Linked DNA regions of Rattus norvegicus: region 2 is linked to region 1. The links are chromatin contacts, called in public Hi-C maps. All regions are on one chromosome and are shown on one strand. Each heading gives the region's core, a stretch centred on a gene start, on an enhancer-like site or on the middle of the called end of the contact. The rest is flanking DNA. Distances are from core to core; before and after follow the strand shown. Region 1 holds the start of Calu (calumenin). Region 2 overlaps Kcp (kielin cysteine rich BMP regulator).

Evidence for each region. A called contact is a pair of places that touch in the nucleus more often than the background predicts.
Region 2: a contact with region 1 is called in a Hi-C map of psoas muscle, with 5 times the contacts expected there. The contact joins the enhancer-like site here to the promoter of Calu in region 1. A contact is called at or near these places in 5 of 12 Hi-C or Micro-C datasets (the Rat2 cell line, Schwann cells, frontal cortex and 2 more).

What each region holds. Positions count from the first base shown.
Region 1 is chr4:58,911,627-58,919,207 of GRCr8, reverse strand. Calu (calumenin) reads right to left here and starts at 4,752. Exons shown (of 7, transcript NM_022535.2): 1 at 4,719-4,752.
Region 2 is chr4:59,048,114-59,055,694 of GRCr8, reverse strand. It overlaps Kcp (kielin cysteine rich BMP regulator), which reads left to right. Exons shown (of 40, transcript XM_039108995.2): 32 at 1,003-1,082; 33 at 1,304-1,403; 34 at 3,024-3,166; 35 at 3,422-3,594; 36 at 3,675-3,786; 37 at 3,878-3,979; 38 at 5,046-5,210; 39 at 6,463-6,769; 40 at 6,935-7,486. The coding sequence ends at 7,152. Among named protein-coding and RNA genes, the nearest start is that of Spmip1, 15 kb to the right of the region's middle. Within about 2 kb of position 3,309, at least 5 of the 93 cell types and tissues checked have an H3K27ac peak or open chromatin away from gene starts, as enhancers often do.

The sequences.
Region 1 (7,581 bases), core at 3,503-6,002:
CTGGAAGAACAGTCAGTATCCTTAACCACTGAGCGATCTCTCCAGTCCGGCTTAATGAATTTAAACCATTAATTTAGCTTTATAGAGCTCTCTGGATTACAAAAACTAAGAAAATGCTTAGCACAGTCAATGGTGACCATGCTTATATAAAAACAAAAGAAGTGGCCAGGTGTCCTGCATATGCTTTAAATCCTAGCGCTGGGGAAGCAGAGGGAAGAGGATCTCTGTGAGTTTGAGGCTAGCCTGGTCTACATAGTGAATTCCAAGATAGCCAGAGCTACCCAGTCTCAAAAAAACAAAAACAAAAAACAAAAAACAAACAAAACCAACCAACAAAACAAAACAAAAACCGAAAACACAAAACAAAACCATCTAAAACCAAAAGCAAATAAACAAAAACCCAAACTAATGAAGACCCCAAACCAACCAAACAAGAAAGAACAAGGAGAGGCTGGAGAGAAGATCACCAGTTAAGAGCACTTGCTGCTCTTCTAGAGGAGGGCTTGACTTCCCCCACCACACAAGCCAGCCTTTCCCAGACAGCCATTACTCCAAGCTTATCTTCACTCGCACTATACATACTGCTGCCTGATTCTGCTTCCCCGTCATCTCCAGTCGCTTTGAAATCTGGTTTTCTATCTTATCACTGAATAAAGTGCCTAACCAGAATGGGAGAACTGGCAAAGTCAGGGGCCCTACCCAGTCCTCTTTTCTGCAACAGCCAATAAGAAACTTGTACTCTGAATAAAGTTTGTTTGTTTCTTTAAAGTTCTGTAAGGAAGATGGCTCAGCCGGTAAGGGTGCTTGCTGGGCCAGCAAGTAGACCTGAGCTAAAAACCTCTGACACCCCAAAAGCCCAGCATTGTGTGAAGTTAAGACAAGAAGATGAGGGGGCTTCTGCAGGAGCCTGTTTCAAAAGGAGGAAGGAGGTGGAAAGTGACTCAAACAGACACACACAGAGTTACATAAACAAAACCACAGTAAGCCATACACTCTAGGCAAGCCTAGGCTACAGCTGAGATTAAGTCTCTAAACAGAAGTAAAACATTTAGCTAGTATGGTGACCACTAGCCACATGGACTAACAAACATTTAAAATGTGGTTAATGGAAACTAAGACATGATTAGAAGTGCTACATTTTATATAAATGACTATATGCACCCTGTTTTAAAAAAAAATAAAAGTTTCCTTATAAGTTCAACTTCTAGCGCGAGCCTCACCCATCCTTTCTGGAAACTTAGATGTCTTTATTAAATTCATTCCTTCAGAAATATTAATTCTAAGAGATCCCACAGTTATTCTGGTTGGCCAAAGACCCATTGCTCAATGCTTGCAAGTGGGAGAAATGGGTGTGGTGGGAAATTCCAGTTTTCTTTGTTGGGATACCCAGCAGAAAGGCACTTCTCCACCTTGGAGCAGAGGACTCAGTGCTTAAGGGTTTACTTTATTTAATGGCAATCAAGGGTAACAACTTGGCATGATGACAAGCCATTTTGCACTTGTCTAGTGCAGTCAATTTATACTAGTTTACCAACACATTCTAATAAATCAAATGGAAGAAATACAAGAAGGTTGAGTATCATCAGCTCTACACACAAAACAGTCAAGCACAAACTGAAATTCTCTGTCCAAACGATCACTTACTTATGGGGCTGGAGAGATGGTTCATGTTTAGGTGTACTGACTGCTCTTCCAGAGGATCTGGCTTTGATTCCTGTACCCACAAGGTGGCTAACTGTCTGTAATTCTAGTTCCAGAGGAACGCATGCCCTCTTCTGTCCTCTTTAGGAACTGCACATACACGGTGCACAGACATATGCAGACAAAGTACCCATAAATATAAAATAAAAGCAAACCTCAAACAACACCACTTCAAGGAGAACAAAAAACTTACTATAAGAAAAAGGATCTAAAAATTGTGTGTGGGGGATTCTCTAGGATGGACTTTTAATATAGGATTCGCTGGCCAATTTATTCTAGCAAAACATCAGATAAAAAAGCTTTGGTGTCTAGCACTGGATTCTGCTGTATATTTATGTTTAATATGCCTAAGAGAATGTGTAGTTATTTTAGCCCAATCTTCCTTCAATGTCAGAAGCCTAAATAATTTTAGATCTTTTAGATGGGGGGAAAAAACGAACAAGATCTTAGATAAAAAGATCTAACTAGCCTGGTTGATCACTCCAGTTGGAAGAAGGCTGCACTGATTATCTTGAAACTCATTTGTATTACACCACGATAATGCCCACAAGCTATACCGTCTTATTTATGTGTGTGTGTGTGTGTGTGTGTGTGTGTGTGTGTGTGTGCGCGCGCGCGCGCGCACGCGCGCGCACATGTGGGCACATGTGGCTCAGGTCAGAGGACAACTCTCACCTTGCACTGTCTATGTCCGAATCTGACTCAGGCTGTCAGACTTGGCAGCAAACAGCTTCAGTGACCCAGCCATCTCGCTTTCACCAATTTGTGCAGGTTGGGGTGGAGTCGAGGTAGAGGGTCTCTCTGAGTCTCATACTGGCCCAGAACTCAGTGTTGCTCAGCGTGACCTCTGGCTTGAGGTAGTTCTCCCGCTGAGGCTTTCTAAATGCTAGGATTCCAGACATGAGCCACCACACCACCAGACTGGGCAGTTTTGAAACTGCTACATTAAGTTAAAATAAATGATCTCTCTATAGCTCCTAACGTAAGGTCTTGTACTTTTTAGAAACCAATACATTTTACTGGATCAATTGGGTGACATTTGGCAGCAATTTGGCTTTGATGGGCTTTCCAACTTCCAATTTCACTACTGGATCTGGCCGAAAGTAAGGAATAGGCAAATACGTGATTTTCGGGACTTGCAAAATAGTTTAGCCAGTAAAGGCATTTGTCAACAAACTCAACAACTTGAGTTGGACTCAAGAATCTACATGGTGATATAGATTAATATCCCCTGTCCCCATAAATAAATGTGATTTTAGATAATGTCATGTTATTTCATCTGTAACAGCTTAATGGCACTTATATTTACAAGTTCATGGAAAAGCTGGGTGTGGTTGTGCACTCCTTTAATCTTCTCAGTATGCAGGAGGTAGAAATGGGCTGATCTCCAGTGAGTTCTGGGCCAGCCAAGGCTACAACCATGAGACTTTCTCACACACAAAACAACACCAAAGCCACAGACAGAAAAAAAAAAAAAAAGTTTAGGGCTGGAGAGATGGCTCAGCGGTTAAGAGCACTGACTGCTCTTCCAGAGGTCCTGAGTTCAAATCCCAGCAACCACATGGTGTCTCACAACCATCTGTAATGGGATCTGATGCCCTCTTCTGGTGACAGCTACAGTGTACTCACATACATGAAATAAATCTTAAAAAAATTTTTTTTGAGCTAACACTAACATACTAGTCTCCTGTACTGAGGTAATGATATAAAAAACATCATTTAACACATCACTATATGAATGGCACTCAACAATGACTGAGAATGACACTAAGAAGAATACTATCCACTCACACGCAATAATTTTGTAAGCTCATGATTTCTTTTTGACTCTGCAAAATATCCTGTTGGAAACCCCTGAAACACTGCCAAACTCAGATCAGGACTAGACAGATGTGCCTCTTACACAAATAGTAATAGGTTATCTCTAGTCCCACATTTGGACACAAGGACATAAGTTCTTCAGCGGTGACTTTCGCTTGATACTTAAATCTAACTGAATGAGGTCAAATATATATATTTGTCCTGGGTCAGCTTTCAGGTATAGCAAAGAATAATTTATCAGTCATTCCAGGTTTCTTTTCCTTCAAGTTCAATTAAATAAACCGGTGCCCTATTATTCCCAATTTATTAATGCTGACTTGATGGTTCGTGATAGGAAGTGAATGCAATTCTCAAAAAAGTCCTGTTCCATGGTTTTGAACGCTTAGGAATTTCGATCAAAGAACCAAAAGTTTTAGCAGAAACCCACTGAATTTTCCCACTCATGCAAAAGAAACTTTACAAAATGCAAACCACTCAATTACAGCAACTATCTGGAATTAAAATTAAGTTCACTTCTGCATACAGCATGTCAAAAGTCAGAACACTTGGGAATGACAAGCAAAAAACTGTGATTACTTAAAGGAAATTAACATGTGAAAACTGTTTCCATTAATGATAATTTTTAGCCAAACATAGACAACTGCGGCATTCCTTTCTAACTAACATTTAGTTTTAAAAATAATGACATTGTATTTTCATTCGTTTTGTTCTCCACGTTCCTACACCCTATAAGACAGCTAACTTTTTTTTTTTTTTTTTGGCGCTTACAACTCATTCTCGGGATGTGGCCTTGGGGCGGGGTGGCAGCTCCCAAGAGTCGTGAGAGGTGGCAGGGAGCGGATACTACTCTCTACCCAATTCTCTCCGACCTTCGGGAAACAAACAAAAGTGACCCTCTAGTCCCAGGGCCACTATGAGTGGAGGGACCCGGGAAAAAGAACAAGGACGTGCGAAACCAGGCACAAAAGGGTATCCAGGAGGGCGCAGGGCCCGGGAGCTAGTGTTTGCCGGGCTACAACCCTTTCCGCAGAGCTGCGGGACAGCGAGTCGGGTACCGTACACTGGGGGCCAGAGTGGAACCTCGGGCCCATCCGGGTCACTGAGACCGGATTGAGGAAGACCCACTACGAATAGAGAACAAGGCCGACAGCCAGAGTAAGAGCAAACGAGGACCCACCGTGCACCACAGAACTTACTTTTCCCCGGAGCTCCACGCCGCAGGATTCCGTGGCCACGGCTCACCCAGGGAGTCAGCTCCCGCGCACAAGCACCGCCCAACCGGAAGTGGTTTTTAGCCACTCCCCCATCCGATTGTCGGCGGTCTTTACACCAATCACCAGCATGATCACTGCTGACGCGTTCCTTCTCCGTGCGACTATTGGTTCCACAATTGAATGACCCGGATTGGCTGGAAATCGCCACGTCCCCGCGAGCGCGCGGGGCTGCGTGGACCGGATTCCCGCCCAGCTCGGGTAACCCATCCTGTGGGGGACGCTGAATCCTAGCTCCTTGCTCTTGGGCGAGTGGGCGCGGCTCACTGACCGTGGCCCACTGACCGCCACGTCCTCATTTACGGAACGCAACCCTGATTCCCAAGGCTTCAAGTGCCATTCTGATAGCTTTCTTCCTGTCTCCAAGGCCCTGGGGCCGGAATAATCCCGCTGTAACGTCTCCACCCACCATGGAACGAGCCCAATTTCTGACTCTAGACCCATCTACTGCAGCAGCTCTCTGCCCGCCAATTTGTACCTTTCGATTTCCACCCACGTTGGTCTTTCACACTTCTGCATAAACCATCACGATCCTGGCCTTCCCTAACAGCCTTACCATTTCACAACCATGTGGTCTTTGTTCCCAAAGCAGCTTCCTCTGCCTGAAGGATGTTTTCTCGATTTTTTTTTTTTAGCTACTGAAAGCTATCAGTCATGAAACAGGTCGCCATCCTATGTTAATGGAAGCTGTAGTGAAATTGCCAGTGCAGTTAAGGTGTTAGTTCTAGGAATCTTTCCTGGTTAGTAAACAGATAATGTGTATTTGCTTTCCTAGCAGTTTGTATTTTCAGTATAGAGCCAGATATTGTTAAATAACGGTGCTTATCCTGTCTTCTATTAGACGAAGTACCAAAATAGGATCTGTCTGACTTATGCCATCACGCCATCAGGAGCTCCCAGCTTACAGCCCAGGTCCAAGTAAATTCTCAGCAATACTAAGTGAACCGAGTAGAAGAAACCTGTTGCATCGAAGGCCCTTGATTTAAAGGATACATAGGAAATTAGCAATTTGTTTTAGGGGATGGGGCAGGGAGAGTTTGAACCCAGATTCTGCGTAGGGTTTACCACTTAACTATAACCTCAGCCCCATCAACTACTCAATGCCATGGAATTAAAGCATGTATGCATTTGAGAGCTACTAGATTTTCAGCAAATATGGAATGAACAGCTCACAAAACCTCTAGAGTTTAAGTCTAGTAAAAACAAACACTAAGCTCATGAAAGACAAAACAGAGTAGCTTGTCTTAAGACGAGGAAAGGGTGGCAGCTACTGTTTGGCACATTCAAACTACCAACTCAAAATACAACTTTCATCTCAAAGAGAGTTTATTCTGGAGCCAAATGTGAGTGCCCAGATGTCACTGTAGTAACAGTTTGATGAAGTTTTTATAGTACTAGAACAAAGAAAATTACTTTTCAAATACAATAGTGGAAACATCAGAGAATGGGTTACAGCAAGTAGAACCTTCCTGATAACTGTCAGATATTATCTGATGATGCGCTTAGCTTAGTTGTGAAAGCTAGTGGTCTGCTAAGCCATACATTCCAAAGGAAATGTTGTGCTATATATTAAAAGTAACACAAAAAAAAGTAAAATAATTAAGAATATTGTCCCAGTGGCATAAAAGTAACCAGTGAAGGAAATGGGCATTTAAACAATCAAAACAACAAAACAACAAAACAACAACAACAACAACAACAACAACAACAACAACAGCAACACACCTCAGAGACAAAGACAGACACTACCTCAGAGTGAAAGGCTGGAAAACAACTTTCCAAGCAAATGGTCAGAAGAAGCAAGCTGGAGTAGCCATTCTAATATCAAATAAAATCAATTTTCAACTAAAAGTCATCAAAAAAGATAAGGAAGGACACTTCATATTCATCAAAGGAAAAATCCACCAAGATGAACTCTCAATCCTCATCTTCGGTTGGTTTATATACAAGTGTGCAATTTCTAGGCTTGAAAGTAAAATGATGCTATCTGGTGCTGGATAGAGGAGCCTTATTTTTTATTATGGCAGCTTGCTATTTTTGTAACATGGTGATTTGGTTGAATACAATAAAGTACAGTAGTAACTGAAAAAAAAAGAATAAATTTAGAAAAAAAAAACAACAACAACAGCAACAACAACACCCCTGGATTGACTGCATATTTACCCCTGTGTTTACAGATACTTTTTTCTGTGAACCATTACTTATTACCTTTTAATTCTAGTGAGGTTTTGTTTTTTTTTTTTTTTTTTTTTTTTTTTGGTTCTGCCAGCTTGCTTTCATAGCTATAATCTTGGTTATATAGAGTGGCTCACCCTAACCCTAGGAAAGACTGATCATCAACATTCAAGTTATCAGAGCTCTTGTCTGTTGGCTACTGGCCAGATCTGTTCTATTGTCTTGGTATTAAGCTAGATTTAGCTGGGGAAAGTAAATAGAAAGCCACGTTGTAAAATAAATTAGATAACAATACAATATTCCTGTAGATTTCCTCTTAACAAGATTATCTGTTTTATGTACAAGACATTAATAACGATGATAGAAGCAAGAGATTAGACTTGTTAGAAATCACAATTTTAATCGGAGGGTGTAGCACAGTAGTAAAATGCTTGCCTAGCATGCATGAAGGCCCTGGGTTCAATCTTAACTCCCATCGCCCAGAAAGAAGTCAAAATGTTAAAATCCTGGTAGCCATAACTGGATCTTACATTTAATTTTGATGACAGAAATGGAAATAGGATCCTACAAGGAGTCTGTGCAGTTCTATTTCCTTTTTATTAGCAAACTATAA
Region 2 (7,581 bases), core at 2,060-4,559, 140 kb before region 1:
TATAAAAGTATGTAGGGGTAAAGAGAGTTGTATTTTTATTATAAATATTGTAAAATAGCCAACTGTTTCCGTGATTGAAGACTTGGGAGTTTGCTCAACCCAGCCATCCTTCTTCGTGCAGAAGCCAGGTGTTGTCAGTGAAGTCAGTGAAACACAGCTTCCTAGACGTGGTGGCTCACCTTTGCTGGCACACTCACGTGTTCCTCCACACAGGCAGGGTTCTCTGCTGGGGATTGTCTGCCCCTCTGCATTCTTACAGTTCTTACTGTAAAGACATAGTCTGCGGTATCCTACAGTTTCACCCCAGCCATGTTTCAGCTAGAGCTCAGGAGTATTCAGTACATTTGTAATGTAAAAACCACCACGGCCCTCCATCGGGACGATCTATCCGATCTATCCTTAGAGCACTTGCTAGAATGAACCGCAAGGGGTAAGAAGACACTTCCGTTATTAAGCACCTACTGCATGCCACATGCTACTTGGTGTGTCTCATCCCATTTTCACAGCGACCCAGTCGGGTGCGCGGTTTACACATGAAAAACGAGACTCCGAGATGTAAATTAATTTGTCCATTGGTGGGTGGGACCATGGCTAGAACCTGGGCTGCTTCGTTACTTCCCCCTTTGGGAGACTCTATGAAGGGAAGTGACAACAGACCAGGCAGCCTGGCGTGCTCCATGATGTGTGAGTGCATGCTGTCTGTTTCCAGCCCCACCTCCCTCAGCATCATAGCCAAGTTCTCCCAAGAGGCTAAAGATGCTGACTTTGGCAGGACATATACTAAAATCGGGCAGTAGAGGACAGATATCTTTGCTATGGAGGTGCAAGAATGACATGCAAATTCATGAGTCATTCACATTGAGCTAACTTTCAAAAATAGTTCCTAAATTTTCAGGTTCTGGGGATGTTTGGCTGTCTAAGACAGAATTCTGAGGACAGAGCTGGGACTGTGGCTCCTGTCCCCTGACCCCCTTACCCCACACTGGGTTCCTGCTTTCACAGAGGCACTGAGTAACTGCACAGAGGACCTGCTGGGGTCTGAGCTGGTGCCACCAGACCCCTGCTACACCTGCCAGTGTCAGGTGAGTCCTCCTGCCATGGCCACCCTCAGAGTCCTCCAGCCCCTTCTCCTGCTCTGTGAGCTGAGGTTGAGCCCCTTCCCCTCAGCAGCTCCTGAGCTCCTGTTCACTGACATTTGTCCTGAGTGTCGTCTCCTGCCTATACCCTAATCCCAACTCTGTCCCCACAACCCCACGAAGTCTGCTGCTCTCTCCATGTTGTGTTCATTACATGGTCACAATAGGATCTGACATGGCTCTGTACTCACCGGGCCTGTCCTGCGCTCAGCTGTCCCCTGTGGGAGCACCACACAACCCCTGGGAGCTGCTGCCCCGTGTGTAAAGGTAAGTGGTCAGACTTGGTCTCCCCATCAGAGAGAAGCCCAGGATGGAGGAGGGAAGGGATTGCATTTGTGGGTGCCCTGAGTTTGTCTGCAGTTAGAATGTTTCTCTTTGTGGAAATAGAGGAGCTATTCACATGGGTGGAGAGAGATCCACGAGGGAGAAGGAATAGGGACCAAGCCCTGCATTCTCAGGCCTGAGGATTTTTCAGGGGCCTTGAAGACCCCAGGCTCACTGTAGACACTGCACTTTGTGGGTGGGAGTCGGCCCAGTGGAGGGGTCGAGGGACTGGCATTTCGGGTCTCTAGGACTCCATAAGCAACCAGCCTGAGTGCAAGGCCTAATACCCACCAGACACCAGGCTTTCTGGATGCTTGCTGAAGAAATTAGCACCCTTGGGTGCTGGTGGAACCAGACAATGGCTTCTAAGTGGGGAGAGTGCTTCAGGAAGGACACCCATTCCTCTTCCACAGACCATGTGGCGGAGGCTCTTGGCAGGAGAGTTGGACATGGAGAGCCCGAAGGACCCCAGCAACATCCATGACCTGCACCTATCATGTAACCCGGGGACAAGTGGGTAGGAAAAGGGAGGTAGGACTAACATCCACCAGCAATGGGGGCCACGTGAGCAGCAGCTGCATTGTGCTGGGCATGGGGTTGAGGCCTGGGCTCCATGCCCACCTGTGCTGTTGGGCGTTCCTATGGGCCAAACGAGCTGTGGAAGAGGCACTGCCTAAGACCCTACTCAGAAGGCCACAGAAATTACAGGTCATGGCCTCTTCTGTCGTAGGGTTTCTTTTGCTGTGAGGAGACAACACCTTGACTGTGGCAACTGTTATAACAGAAAATAATCAGGGCCGGCTTACAGGTTCAGAGGTTTAGGCCATTATCATCGTGGCAGGAAGCACAGGGCCGTGCAGGCAGACATGGTGCTGGAGAAGGAACTGAGAGTTCTGCATCTGAATCCACAGGCAGCAGGGAGAGAGAGAGACACTGGGCCTGGCTTGAGCTTGTAAAAGCTCAAAGCCCCACCCCCCCACCCCGTGGCACACTTCCTCCAGCAAGCCACACCTCTAATAATGCCACTCCCTGTCATTCTGTGGTAGGCCATTTTCACTCAAACTACCACAGCCTGGCTCCTTCGGGAAACCCCTAAACAATGGTATCTGTCTTTAGCAGGGTCGTGGGGAGCTCTCCTGTCCTTATGGTTAAAAGTGCCTAAAGCTGGCACAGGCTTTGAGCAGTGCCAAGTCGAGGGATGGGTTGATGGAGGAAGGGTAACATAGGTAAGTCCCTCTGTCTGCCCCACAAGAACACCCAACAGTGCAGGTGGGAATGAAGCCAGGCCTCCACTCCTTGTCCAGCAGAACAATGTCCCCATCACTCACATGGCCCATATTTGTGGGTGGATGCTAGACCCGCCTTCCTTTGCCCACCGTTCCTCAGATCATGTGTGGCAGGTACAGGTTATGCTAATGTTGCTGGGGTCCCGCCAACCCATCACTCTCCTGCTGAGATCCTCCACCACACAGTCTAAGAAGGAGAACTGGATGTCTGTCCAGAAACACTGCTATGTTTGACAGTGTTTGAGTAGGGCACTGAATCTGTGTCATTTCTCCTCAGACCCTACCGGATCATGCTCGCACCAGGGTCGCTGGGTGGCCTCTGGAGAACACTGGATAGTGGACGCCTGCACCAGCTGTGCCTGTGTGGCTGGTACTGTGCACTGCCAGAGCCAGCGCTGCAGGAACCTCTCATGTGGCCGGGTGAGTGCTTTGGTTCAAGGTGGTAGGACCAAGGCACACAAGCCACTGCTATCCCAGAGTGATGAGAAGGGGCTTGGGCTTCTCTTGCCTTCCATGAACCAGGAAGCCAGGGCTGATGCTGTTCCTGGAGTGACCACCAGGGGGTGAACCTGGGTTTAAGGGATCAGAGAGACCACAGGGGCGAGGGGTGGGGTGAAGTGCTGAGACTTGACGGGAGAGTGTCCTGTGACTGACTGTGTTTGGGTCTGAGGCCAGGATGAGGTCCCTGCCCTGAGTCCCGGCAGCTGCTGTCCCCGCTGTTTGCCCGGGCTGGCTTCCTGCATGGCCTTCGGAGACCCCCATTACCGCACCTTCGATGGCCGCCTGCTGCACTTCCAGGGCAGCTGCAGCTACGTGCTGGCCAAGGACTGCCACAGCGAGGACTTCAGGTATGAACCCCTTTTCCTTCTCCCTGACACCTAAACCTGGCACCTCTGACCTCTGGCACCTGGGCCCTTCCTCCTCATAGTGTGCACGTGACTAATGATGACCGGGGCCGGAGGGGTGTGGCCTGGACCCAAGAGGTAGCGGTGCTGTTGGGAACCGTGGCTGTGAGGCTGCTGCAAGGCAGGACAGTCATGGTGAGCCAAGGACCCAGGGAAGGTCAGTCCTACCCAGTTCACATGTCTGACCCGACATGGTCCCTCCCTCCCCCTATCCCCTCTTTTCCAGGTGGACCAGCACACGGTGACCTTGCCCTTCCTTCGGGAGCCACTGCTGTACATTGAGCTTCGTGGTCACACCGTGATCCTGCATGCCCAGCCTGGGCTTCAGGTGTGGCCAGAGGGCAAAACAGGGTGGTCCTGGAGCCTTAACACTTCTAAGGCTTCTGTAACTTCCAAGTCAGGTGTCTGCTCCTGCCTGGTGGGAGGAGGAGGCAGGAGTGGGAGAGCGAGCGTAGGGGACATCCTTAAAAAGAACTCAGCTGGAGAGATGGTTAAGAGCACCCAACTGCTCTTCCAGAGGTCATGAGTTCAATTCCCAGCAACCACATGGTGGCTCACAACCATCTGTAAAGAGATCCGATGCCCTCTTCTGGTGTGTCTGAAGACAGCTACAGTGTACTTATATATAATGATAAATAAATAAATAAATAAATAAATAAATAAATAAATAAATGAATGAATGAATGAATGAAGGAAGAAAGAAAGAAAGAAAGAAAGAAAGAAAGAAAAAAAGAAAGAAAGAAAGAAAGAAAGAAAGAAAGAAAGAAAGAAAGAAAGAAAGAAGGAAAGAAAAAAGAACTCGGCAGGGTTGGGGATTTAGCTCAGTGGTAGAGCGCTTGCCTAGCAAGCCCAAGGCCCTGGGTTCGGCCCTCAGCTGGGGGGGGGGGCACGACTCAGCATCAGAGACCTTCGTACTCAGTCATCCATAACCTGAGATTGGGGTCCAAAGTCGGTAGGGATCAGGAGGTAGTCAAGGTGTTCTGGGTGGTCTCTGAGGACCCTCCCGACTCCCATGTGGACAAGTAACAATCTCTTGCTGGCAGCCAGAGCCATAACTTACAAACCCACGCTGTGTGCACTTGATCCAAACTCTAATGGCATTGTACCTTCCTTAAGGCCCCAAGACAGTGGTTCTCAGGAGGTGGGTTTGTTCCACCTGGAGCCCAGTTGAAAGATGCCCAGGAGCAGTGGGCAGCTCTCCCTGCAGCAGTGGGCAGCTCTCCCTGCAGCAGTGGGCAGCTCTCCGTGCCATCAGTCTTTGGTCAGCTGTGTAGCAGGGTATACAGGGAAGTGGCCCTTCAATGAGCAGTGTGTACCTGTCCATCCCACAGCAGGGGGACTATCAAATTATCGAGTGAACTCTTTTGGGTCTCTGTCCTCCCCCCTCTGCACAGGTGCTGTGGGACGGGCAATCCCAGGTGGAGGTGAGAGTTCCCAGCTCCTACCGGGGCCAGACCTGTGGCCTCTGTGGGAACTTCAATGGCTTTGCCCAGGACGATCTGCAGGGTCCGGATGGGAGGCTCCTGCCCACAGAGGCTGCATTTGGGAACAGCTGGAAGGTGAGTAGCTTGAGAGGAAGAATTTGCAACAGCCTAGAGGACTGGGGACAGGCCCCTGCTACAGGACCCAAGACGGGCTTCTGCATTATCGTAGATGCCAGTGGCTTAAAGCCTCCCTTAATTAATGGAAGAGGCTGGGTGGTAACCATGTCACCTGACTCCCTACAGCATACTCTGTCACTTGCTGGCTGTGGAACCTTGAACAAGTCCTTTATCTGGTCTAGCCTTAGTTTATTTGTAAAGAGAAGACAAGATGAACATAGATGGTTCTTTTCTTTGCTGTCTTACTGGTTTGATTTTGGGAGTCCAGCTAGGAAGCCCATACTGGGCTCCTACCTGATACCTTCTTATCCCAACTTCCCGAGAACCAGGATCACACCTCGATGGGCACTTTTGCTTCTGTTTTGTTTTGAGACAGAGTCTCACATAACCCAGACTGTCCTTTTTTTTTTTCTTTCTTTCTTTTTTTAAAGATTTATTTATTTATTTCATGTATGCGAGTACACTGTAGCTGTCTTCAGACACACCAGAAGAGGGCATCAGATCCCATTACAAATGGGTGTGAGCCACCATGTGGTTGCTGGGAATTGAACTCAGGACCTCTGGAAGAGCAGCCAGTTCTCTTAACCACTGAGCCATCTCACCAGCCCCCAGACTGTCCTTGAATTCTCTATGTAGCCAAGAATAGCATTGAACCCCTAGCCCTCCTGCCTGTCCCCAAGTGCTGAGATTACAGGAGTGCGCCACCATTTCCAGTCTGTCATGCAGGGCAGAGTATCAAACAGAGGCCGGGCTTTGTGCAGTAGACAAGCACTCTTCCAACTGTGCTGCATCCCGCAGCCCAGCCTGTGCTGTCCTTGAAGCGACAGCTTTGATTCCTTTGCTTTTCCTTTTCTGACACAAAGTCTCACCATGTTGTCTAGATATATCTAGCCCAGGATCCTCCTGCCCCAGCCTTCTAATGCTGGGATCATGGTGTACCAGTATGCCTTTGCCCTTAAAATTAGCATATATTATTTATACATAGTAATTTATTTCATTTTGATATTTTTATACATGTATATAATGTATTTTGTTCAAGACCCCCCTAGTCACCTTTTCTTGGTCTCCCCATTAATCCCCTTCCTCTTCTGAGCTGGCCCGCACCTCTACTTCCTGTAGTGGGACTTTGTCTACTGGAGCATGACACGTCCTGATCGAAGGCAGATTTTGCCAGCCATGTTTTCACATCATGGTTGCTCTCTCTGTGTAGGTCCCCAAGGGGCTGGGGCCTGGCCGGCCATGTTCTGCAGGCCGAGAGGTGGACCCCTGCCGGGCAGCAGGCTACCGTGCCAGACGTGAGGCCAATGCCCGGTGCGGGATCCTGAAGTCTTCACCGTTCAGTCGCTGCCATGCTGTGGTGCCACCAGAACCCTTCTTTGCCGCCTGTGTGTATGACCTGTGTGCTTGTGGGCCAGGCTCCTCAGCTGATACCTGTCTCTGTGATGCCCTTGAAGCCTATGCTAGCCACTGTCGCCAGGCTGGGGTGACTCCTGTCTGGAGGGGCCCTACACTCTGTGGTAAGGGGGTGATACCACATTGATGGAGGGCATTGTAGGGAAAGGAGGGGCAGCCCAAAAGACTCAAGTCTGGACAGAGAGGGCACAGGGAAGCTATAAAGTATGGAGTAACAGCTAGAAGGGTGTGGGGGACCTCTGTGACATTGCTTTCCTCTCTGCCTACAGTGGTGGGCTGCCCTGTGGAACGTGGCTTTGTGTTTGATGAGTGTGGACCGCCTTGTCCCCGTACCTGTTTCAACCAGCACATACCCCTAGGGGAGCTGGCAGCCCACTGCGTGAGGCCCTGTGTTCCAGGCTGCCAGTGTCCTGCAGGCCTGGTGGAGCATGAAGGCCATTGCATCTCACCTGAGGCCTGCCCATCAGTCCTGCTTACTGGAGGCTAGCCAGCTCGCATGCTGTCCACTCCCAGTCAGGAGCAGCCTCTGGGTCCACCCTGAGTTAAGAACACCCTCATCGGTTGGGGATTTAGCTCAGTGGTAGAGCGCTTGCCTAGCAAGCACAAGGCCCTGGGTTCAGTCCCCAGCTCCGAAAAAAAAAAAAAAAAAAAAAAAAGAACATCCTCATCCAGGACTTATCTGGCCAGAAGTTATCCCTTGGTAAGCAGCAACCTCCAGACCATAGCTGCTGAGTCTGCTGGGCTCAGGCAATGGGGTCCTAGGTCTGCTCTCCAGCCGTCCACAGTGTCAAAACACAAGAATAAACTACACTTGCCCATGACTTCCTCGTGTGTGTACTTCTTCCTGGCACTCATGTCGGTGGCTGGGCTGCTGAGAATTTGGGGCCCAGAGACTCCTTAACCCATCCTTATGTCT